Regions from separate parts of the Mus musculus genome. Here region 2 is linked to region 1. Evidence: chromatin contacts called from public HiChIP or PLAC-seq data. All regions are on one chromosome and are shown on one strand. The core of a region is the stretch at or near the end of the contact, and the rest is flanking DNA. Distances in the headings are between cores, read along the strand shown. Region 1 overlaps Adk (adenosine kinase). Region 2 overlaps Adk (adenosine kinase).

The links. HiChIP or PLAC-seq counts read pairs in DNA pulled down with a chosen protein or histone mark.
Region 2: a RAD21 HiChIP or PLAC-seq map of pro-B cells shows a contact between it and region 1, with 2.4 times the contacts expected there. The contact joins two enhancer-like sites. A contact is called at or near these places in 1 of 39 promoter capture datasets (the 3T3-L1 cell line), 2 of 15 datasets of contacts at CTCF or cohesin (large pre-B cells and pro-B cells) and 14 of 484 Hi-C or Micro-C datasets (8-cell embryo, CD8 T cells, the HPC-5 cell line and 10 more).

What each region holds. Positions count from the first base shown.
Region 1 is chr14:21,141,020-21,145,853 of GRCm38.p6, reverse strand. All of the region lies in intron 3 of Adk (adenosine kinase), which reads right to left. Among named protein-coding and RNA genes, the nearest start is that of Adk, 91 kb to the right of the region's middle. Within about 2 kb of position 2,008, at least 26 of the 459 cell types and tissues checked have an H3K27ac peak or open chromatin away from gene starts, as enhancers often do. A contact at or near this core is called in the P5424 cell line and pro-B cells, where this site is marked.
Region 2 is chr14:21,192,102-21,196,935 of GRCm38.p6, reverse strand. The region is part of intron 4 of Adk (adenosine kinase); the gene reads right to left. Among named protein-coding and RNA genes, the nearest start is that of Adk, 140 kb to the right of the region's middle. Within about 2 kb of position 2,390, at least 56 of the 459 cell types and tissues checked have an H3K27ac peak or open chromatin away from gene starts, as enhancers often do. A contact at or near this core is called in the P5424 cell line and pro-B cells, where this site is marked.

The DNA of each region.
Region 1 (4,834 bases), core at 759-3,258:
GCACTGGGATCTTTAACAACAGAGTGGTTAAATGCCAGACATGGTGGAGCACGCCTTGAGTCCCAGCACTCAGGAGGCAAAGCCAGGTACAGTATGGATGAGGTCCAGAACGACCAAGGCTGCATAGAAAGACCGAGCCAAAACCAAACCAAACAAAGAGAGTGAAAGCAGACCATCAACGTTTAAAAAGCAGCTAAACTCTGAGGCTCCCTTCTAACATTTGTATGCAATACGGTGGCTGTCCATCCTACAGTACAGACTACAGTGCCTCTATCTACAAAAGATAAACTGACAACAGAAAAATGTTTCAGTAGCAGAAAGGCTAACACAGACTTGGCAAGCTAAACTAGAACTTTCCATTTTATTCTCCTTCTTGGATCTTAGACGGCAAGGAACAATACCATCCTAGATCCAAGGTGATCAAAGAAACAACCAAACATCAACATAAAGAAACATCACTACAAAACTTTTTAACAGTGACTGAGTTGACAAGGCCTACCCCATGCAATTAATGTCATTTAATGTCCCTCTATTAAACAAAAAGGCTAAGATCACCATACATTTGAATGCAACTGCTGAGAAAGAGAAAATCAAATCTAAAAAGTAATGGAAAATTGGAGAAAAATAAGACACCATGGAACAAAAGAGAAAGAAAAAAAAAAACCACTTAGCATTCTCAGAGAAATGCAGGTAAGTACTGCACCCATGAAACAAGAACCAAGTCTATTTTAAATTTAAGGGAGAAAATAAAGTATTTGTTTTTTAAATGTTAAGTCTTTCTCACTCTCTGAATCTTTTAAAATACTACTATTCAATTACTGCATGCATGCATGCTTGTATGCACGAATGTACCATGGCTTACATGTAAAGGTTGAATTCTCTCCTTCCACTGTGTGAGACCTGAAGAATCAACTCAGGTCTCAGGCTTGCAAGCATGAAACTTTACTTGCTGAGACATTTTACCAGGCTACATACTTTGAATATTAATAATACAAAGAAGTATTTAAAAAATTCTCAAAAGTTAAAAAAATATAACATAGATTACTTTGGGATTACATTTATAAAAAATAATCCAAGATGCCCAAATTTTGAAAATATGTTTCTAAAGCACCAAGAGTTAAGAGTAGGGAGATGGCTCCGGGCTAGGAGTGCTTGCTGCTCTTCCAGAGGGCCAGAGTACAGTTCCCACCACCCACAACTCCCACTCTATGGGAGCCAACAGAGGTGCATGCTACTACTTAATATCACACTAGAATATTAGCAGCACCATTAAACGAAAGGAGGAGAATGACAACTGTAAGTACTGGAAATCTAAGAGAGATTAATTAGTACTTACACTTCATATTGTTGAGTTGCTGAAAAAAGATACAAAGAAAACAAGTCAGGCATGTGGGAATATTCTTGCTGTACTCCCACTGCTCAAAAGGCCAAGGTGGGAGGATTGCCAGTTTGAGATCAAGTTTAAGTCAGCCAGGGTTACATAGCAGGTATCCTATCTCCAAACCAACACATAGACACAGACAGACAGACAGGCAGACAGACAGGCAGACAGACAAACAGACACACACACAGACTCTCTCTCTCTCTCTCTCTCTCTCTCTCTCACACACACACACACACACAGACTCTCTCTCTCTCTCTCTCACACACACACACACACATACACACACACAAAGAAGACAAGGAGGAGGAAGCTGATGCCTTAAGAGAGAGTCTGAGAGAAGGAAAAGCATATATGTAATAGAGTGGGCTGAAGGTCAGATTAAGTTATCTAAAAAGAGAATGTTAAAACAAAAATAAGAAAGAGAAGATTAATTCAAAGTAAACAAATTCAGCCATCATCGTGAACAAGCCTCGAAGCAGCCGTCCCTGGAGTGCCAAGAGAGGACCACAGTTCTAACATCACTACTGCAGCCAATGAACCGTGGAGCACAGCTGGGAGGATGGGAAGTTTGGGGCAAGCTTGGGCAACTGAGTTTCCTTTGCCAAGGTGTGGGGTTGGGAGGGAAAAAAACAACCTAGAGCAGAAACCGGCTCAGTGAGGGACTGTATTACACTTCTGAACTAAGGAACTGTGGGTTCATGAGAAGACAGAGCTTTTTATAAAGGGTTCATAAGATAGAGCGTTAAGTCCTGGGGGTTTGTTACAGCTGCAACAGGAAACTAACATACTCTCCCTTGCCAGAGTAGTCAAGTGCTGCCCCCTAGCATTTACACTTCGAGCTACACTATGGAGACCAGATTGATACAGATCCTATGTCATCAAATCCAACCTGCAGAACAAGAAAGCCTTCACACAACTTCTCTGTGATGCAGGGTCCTCATTTCTAACCCTTTGATGGCTTGCTCCATTGAATGCCATGCAGCTGCCATCTCTACAGTTAAAATGGGCAACAGTTTTGCTCAAGTCTCCAAGAGCCAATGCAGTGATGTATCTGAACTCGTTTGAGAGCCTTTGCCAGGGTGTTAATTGCTGTGGTACTGAAGATTGTTCCCCTGTTAACGACGCTTTGGCTTTGATGTTGACCAAAAATTAGAGGTTCAGAGGACTCATGTGCGGCTTAATGATGGGATGTATTCAGAAAAACATATAAGGAGATTTTTGTCACTGTGCAACACTAGAGTTATCTAATCAGAAGGAACAGCCTGCTACAAATCTAGGTGCATGAATTGGCTATCTGCTCCCAGACTATAATCATGCGTAACATATTATACTATTGAATACTGCAGGCAGCTACAATGCAACTGGAGGTATTTATAGAAAAGATACCATAAAAATACAATACGAAAGACAAAATATGGTGCTGTCCTCACCAATGGAGCATGCAACATTGGAAGTTACTGTGAGAGAGACAGTGGGTGAGTTTTGAGTGCTGAGTCAGACACACTGTGTTTTAGAACTGCTTAACACAGCCCACTATGTTACAAAAGCCTTTATTTTCATCTTTAGGTGTGTGTGTGTGTGTGTGTGTGTGTGTGTGTGTGTGTGTTTGCTCATGTGTGGGCATGCAGATATTGCAACATAAGGATGGAGATCAGAAGTCAGCTTGTGGAATATGGTTCTCTGCTTCTGTCATGTGAGTCCCTGTAACTGAACAGGTCACGAGGCTTTGTGGCAAGGGCCTTACCACCTGATGAGCCACCTTTCCAGCCCAATTTATTCTTTTAATAACATTCAGATTACTATCAACTTTTATATTTAATTTTCTTCTTTGTACTAACTTAAGACACAAAATATATTGTACTGCTGTATACAAAATGTTTAATTTCCTTCTGACCTTATTTCATGAGCATTTTCCTACTTTGAATTTCTTGTGAGATGGGGGGGAATAGTCTTTTGCAGTATCTCACACATACGAGGGGAGCCTTCTGCAGCAGAGCCACATCCACAGCTACCTTTTCTTCTATTTTTTTTTTCCCAGTGTACCAAGTGCTTGTTTAGAGGAGACACCCCAGCACTCTCTGCAGAGGGAGTAAGCATGGTAAAAACCCTGCAAGAGGTTCACTGTAGCCCACTACTACTGTAGCCCACTACTACTGTAGACAACTACTGGGCTGAAGCACACATACTCCAAACACCAAGCCAACTGACCAAAGGTTTTTTTGTAAACTGAGAACCGCACTGTATGTGAATAAGCAAGTGCTTGCGTGACAACTGGCAAGATAATCAAACAGCAAAGTGACGTAAGGAGACTTACATCAAACCAACAGAAACGAAATACATACGACTTTTAACTATTTCAAAAGGAGCAGTAAAATGTCAGCACTAGAGAGACCATAAAATGAGACATTTATAATGCAACAGAAATGAGTGGAAACAGCCTCGTATCTCCTACGAGGAAAATTAACTTTATATGTAACATTCAGCAAAGCAAAAATTATTAGCAACATCTCCCCTTTATGCAAATAACTACTTATATTTTGACTTAGTCACATTAAAGACAGTAAACAAATCATCTGCACATCATAACATAAGTACATTCAGAATAATTAAGGTTTCTCAGCATGTTAAACCCCTGCAAACGGTTTCCTATCAGAGTTTAGGATGCAGTCGGTTTTCATTCAGACAACAAGGACTTACTTGCTTCATATCAATGGAAAGTTCAAGCTAATAGGAAAACGAAGAGTGCTTTCTCATACCAAATAATTGTCATTCTGATAAACTCTACTAGGAAAAAATTATGTGTCCAAAAACAAAATTTAGCCGGGCGTGGTGGCGCACGCCTTTAATCCCAGCACTTGGGAGGCAGAGACAGGCGGATTTCTAAGTTCAAGGCCAGCCTGGTGTACAGACTGAGTTTCAGGACAGTCAGGGCTACACTGTCTCGAAAACAAACAAACAAACAAAAACACAAAAACAAAACCTGTCTTTAAATGTATAGAAATAAAAATGTGGAATAGATATGCTTCGAATTTCAAAGCATGAAAACATAAATGGGTTAAGTGCTTAATCAATAGTGTTAGAAATAAAATTTCCAACACTTATTTCCTGCCAAATACTAACCGGGGTCTGTTCTGTTTCCAGGCCTCCTTAAACAACTGCCAATTTGGAGGTATCAAACCCCTACAAGTTGATATTAAGATAAATAAATGACCCACGAATGGAAATACTCTTCATATTTCCAGAAGCCTCTACTCCTAAGGAGGTTCAGTCCGTCCGTGTTCCGTCCGTGGTACATCACTGCCAAACAGAAGACTGTACTGTTATCCCTGCTCCTGCCTCACACATGCCATGGGCTTTGTCTTCTAAAATACTTGTTTCTCTACACTTAAAAATTGATCTTGAGAAATAACTGTCCTGTAGAGATCTCTGCACAGGTGCCTTTAGAAACCT
Region 2 (4,834 bases), core at 1,141-3,640, 51 kb before region 1:
ACTGAAATGGGATACAATGCCCTCTTCTGGTGTGTCTGAAGACAGCCACAGTGTTCTCTCATATGTCACATAAATATAAATAAATAAATAAATAAATAAATAAATAAATAAATCTTAAAAGCATTACCTGAAAATGGAATATACAGACAAGGGAATGGAGAAAGCTAGCCTTGGAAGATAGGGTATACACCCTGAAAATACCTAGGCTAGAGCTTACCTGCCTCACCTCCAATACACCCATTTCTGTGACTGTCCTCAGCCACTAATATGAGAAAGTCTAGAAGAGGCCACCAAGACCATGCAATGTTTCTGATCAAACTGAATCCCACATCACTGGGGACCTATCTCCAAGAACACAGTAAGTTTTTCTTTTCCCAAAAATTACATAGTATACCAACAGGAATAAATATGTAAGAAGTTACTTAAGTAAAAAGGTAGAGACAAGTTTTAAGCACTGAAACTTTAATTAAGAAGAAGATGAAGGGCTGGAGAGATGACTTGGGTTAAGAGCACCAACTGCTCTTCCGAAGGTCCTGAGTTCAAATCCTAGCAACCACATGGTGGCTCACAACCATCCATAATGAGATCTGAAGGCCTCTTCTGGTGCGTCTGAAGACAGCTACAGTGTATTTGGATATAATAATAAATAAATCTTTTAAAAAGAGAAGAAGAAGAAGAAGATGCCATTATATGGGATGATTTGATTTAAGCAATTTATTATGGGGACCTGACAGGTAAAAAAGTTGAAGGCACAAATAACATTGTCAGGACCTCTTCCATATCCTGTGAACCTGTGGATCTGCCCGTAGTCAGAGGAACTACCCTCTCTAAGTTGATACAGCTACTATATGTATCATAACACCAGGGGAGCAAACAGGACCCTGGAGGAAATAAATAAATAGAGAAAATAAACTGAATTCTCCCACATTTAAAGCAAAGTACTCCTGAAACCATCCTGCTGGACGAGCATGAGCACCGGAGAGGGGACTCCCTGTGTGTGCATGTGTGTGTGTGACCATGCAGATATGACAGTGATATGCTAACACTTGGGGGGGGGGGAGACAGGAGGTTGCCTGCACTTCAGTCAACTTCAAGGTTCAGCAAAAGACTATCCAGATATAGAAACACTCCAACGTTGTCCTCTGACCTCCACATGAGTTCAATAACACACACGGTGTGTGTGTCTGTCTGTCTGTCTGTCTGTCTGTGTCTCTCTCACTCTCTCACACACACACATTCATGAGTGAGTGCACACACAGTCATACACATACACACAATCACATACGTAAACATACAGAGTCACAATACACACGTACACAGTCACACACATTAACACACATGCACAAACACAGAGTCACACAGAGACACATGCACACACACAATACAAACAACAAATTGGAGAAACATTTAACTGGGGACGTGATAGGCCCTAAGGGTAAATTACTATGACTGATTAGCTAAACTGACAGAGTGTCCAACCACCTTCTAAATGCCTGTTTACAGCCAGAGAACTAATGAGAGAAGCATTTCTTTCTTGAAAATAGCCGAGAAGGCAGAAGCTTAATATTTCCAAAGTGAGTGTTGATAATAAAGGACGGGTGAGAGCAAAGCTATAAATAAGAAATGTAGCCGGGCAGTGGTGGTGCACGCCTTTAATCCCAGCACTTGGGAGGCAGAGGCAGGCGGATTTCTGAGTTCAAGGCCAGCCTGGTCTACAAAATGAGTTCCAGGACAGCCAGGGCTATACAGAGAAACCCTGTCTCAAAAAAACCAAAAGAAATGTATACCAGTCCCAATAAGGCTCAGGGAACATGACATACAGCTTCACTGAAAGAACAAAACTATGAGAGCAATGACCATGCTCTGAAATGATGAACTGAAATAAATCTTCCTCCTTTCAAGGTGTTTATCTCAGATATATAAACATGGCAACCAAAATCTGACTGAAACAAACCCTTATACCACTTTTGAAAAAAATAAGGTGGTTTGATTTTAATGAAATCAACCATACATTCCGAGGTTGATTCAGAAATCACACTCCCAGTGAAATGGAACTTTATGTTAACACAAAGATGCATAAACAAATGTTTATAGCAGTTTTTTCCATAATTGCTCCAAATTGGAAACAATCCAAATACTACTCTAGAGTGAATGGAGACACAGTATACTATACATCACGATAATGGAAAACCACTCAGCTGTAAAACCAAACAAAGCAAAGCTCTGTCTACTTACATACGACAAAAATGCATGACTGTAAGGTACCTTTCTGTCACAGGCAGGAAGCCATATTCAAAGACCATGCACGCACGATCCCGAGTTAGTGAGGGCTGGGAACTCAGGCTGGAGAGAACTGAGCCGGGTTGCTTTGGAGGAGGAAGTAATATCAGAAAGCCAAAATGAAAGGAAGAGCTTGCTTTCTGTTCCTCTCGTGCCAACCCTTCATGGAGTGACATCCTGCTCAAGGGTCAGGTGCACATATAAAGGGGTAGGGAGGGGTTGTGGTCTACCAAGAGGCTGGGCAACAAAACCCTCCTGTTATTTTTGGGACCTGGGAGTCTGGTAAAGACTGGAAAGGTTAGAATTTTGAGAAGAATAAAACGAAGCCAGAAATGAAGCAAAGTGTCTTCCAGCTTCCTTTCCCTCTGCCCATGGGTAAAGCCTTGAGGGAGGTGTGTGAGGAATGTACTGACAAAACCTGCCAGTGCCTGGAACTGAGCTATGTGTAAAGAGCATGTGTGAGGCCTTGACTGTCACTCACTTCTTTAGCAACTGCTAGGGAACATACATGCACCAAATGTGACACACATAGGGTGATTTGTCCCTGAATCCTCTCTGGTGAAACTTTGGTTCAGTGTATGATGGGGTTTGAAGAAAAAAGAAAATCACACACAGGGGTTTGGTGATGTCTCGGTTGGCAAAGTGTTTGCTGTGTGTCTTGGTTAGGGTTTCTATTGTGGTAATAACACACCATGACCAAAAAAACAAAAAACAAGTCTAAACTCTAAACAAAAGGGTTTATTACAGCTTACAACTCTAGTATAACAAAAGATCAGGGCAGAAACCTGGGGGCAGGAATGAAACAAAGGTTAGGTAGGACAGTGCCTATTCCCTTCTTGACCATGGGCTTGCTCAGGTGGCTTTCTTGTATATCCCATGACCCCAGGGTGGCACCACCCACAATGGGCTGGTTCCTCTCATGTCAATCACTAATTAAGAAAATGTCCACAGGCAAATCTTACTGAGGCTTTTCTTTTTAAATTGGTTCCCTCTTCTCAGATAACTCCAGCTTTTGTCATGTTGACATACAAACAAACAAACAAACAAACAAACAAAAACAAACCATCAACTGGAGACTGTGTAAGTGCCAGGTCCTGCACTTTCCTAAAAGCATTGAACATCATGGTGTGGGAAGGCAGAAATGAGCAGATGCCTGGAGCCTTCCATCCAGCTAACCATCCTAGCTGAGTTAAGGAGCCCAAATCAATGAGAAATCCAGTTTGGAAAAACAAGGGCCAGCTCTTGATGAATGATACACAAGGTTGTCCTCAGATCTCCATACACACTTGCACACATGATCACGTAGACAAACACAGAAACACACATTCTACGAAACGCTAGAAATGGCAAAATCATATGAATAAAAAATTAGGAAGGAACAGACTGCATTTCACCCAGAAGGTAACTTAAAAAAAAGGCCTACTACTAATTCTAGAAAGTCTGTGTCAAAGAAAAAAATAATGAATTAGGGAAAAGTATAAAAACATATTTGCACCAGTTCACAACCCCTACAGTCCTACGTGGTGACATGATATGTTTTAGATGCATGGTGCATATTGTGGGTCTAGTTTGCAGGTGAGGAACACAGAGCTTAGGGATGTCTTCTGTTTGATAGCAACTAGGCTTGCTCCTTTTCTAGGGAGAGACATTTACCACTTGCTTACTTAACCCAAGAAATGTCCCAGAAAGGGAAGCAGAACCTTACACCACAGGCAACCCGAGCAAGAGCTGTCAAAAGCAGAGCTGAGCATGAGGCAACGTAGGACATCTTCTACAATGAAGTGATTATTTTATATCTAATTGTCATTGTGGTTTGTATGAAGTACAAACCCAGAATAAACCTGTATAACAAAATAGTTTTTAGATATTATTTAAAAACTTGGAAACTAAAAACATGACATACCAGCCCCAGCACTCAGGAGGCAGAGGGAGGTGGATCTCTGTAAATTCCAAGCCAACTCGGTCTATAGAACGAGTTCCAGGACAGGCAGGACTATACACAGAGAAATACTGTTTAAGAAAAGAAATAAAACAAAACACCACCACCACAATAAAACCACACACTCAAACTAACCAGACGCAAGTCTGGACATCTCAGTGACCTTCTCCACGTTAGACTAGGCATCGTGAAGCTGTAGAACTTCACCCCGGCTTCTGCACTCAAGTGTCAAATATATTTCCATGTAGTATCCAAACAGGAAGTCAGACCACCAATCTCTAAATCTTTGGTTGTGGACAACAGCTTTTTTTTTTTTTTGCTTTTTTTTAAAAGAAAATAGATCAAATTTACAAAACACAACAGATAAAAACAGAGTGATGAGATTTAGTCGTATTTGGCAGGAAACCTTCTAGTCTCCTGACTGCCAACATTATCTCACAACAGGACAAACTGGCAAAAGTACTAGATTGCTATTACTCATTTTTTTCCTAGTGACCAGTGATCTAAATATCCGCATTAGTAAGGAGTTTTAATAGAATGGAACATCTGGTTTATGTTACATGGGAGACAGGAAAATTCTTCCGCTGACTGGATTATTAATGCGCAAGCCGGTGA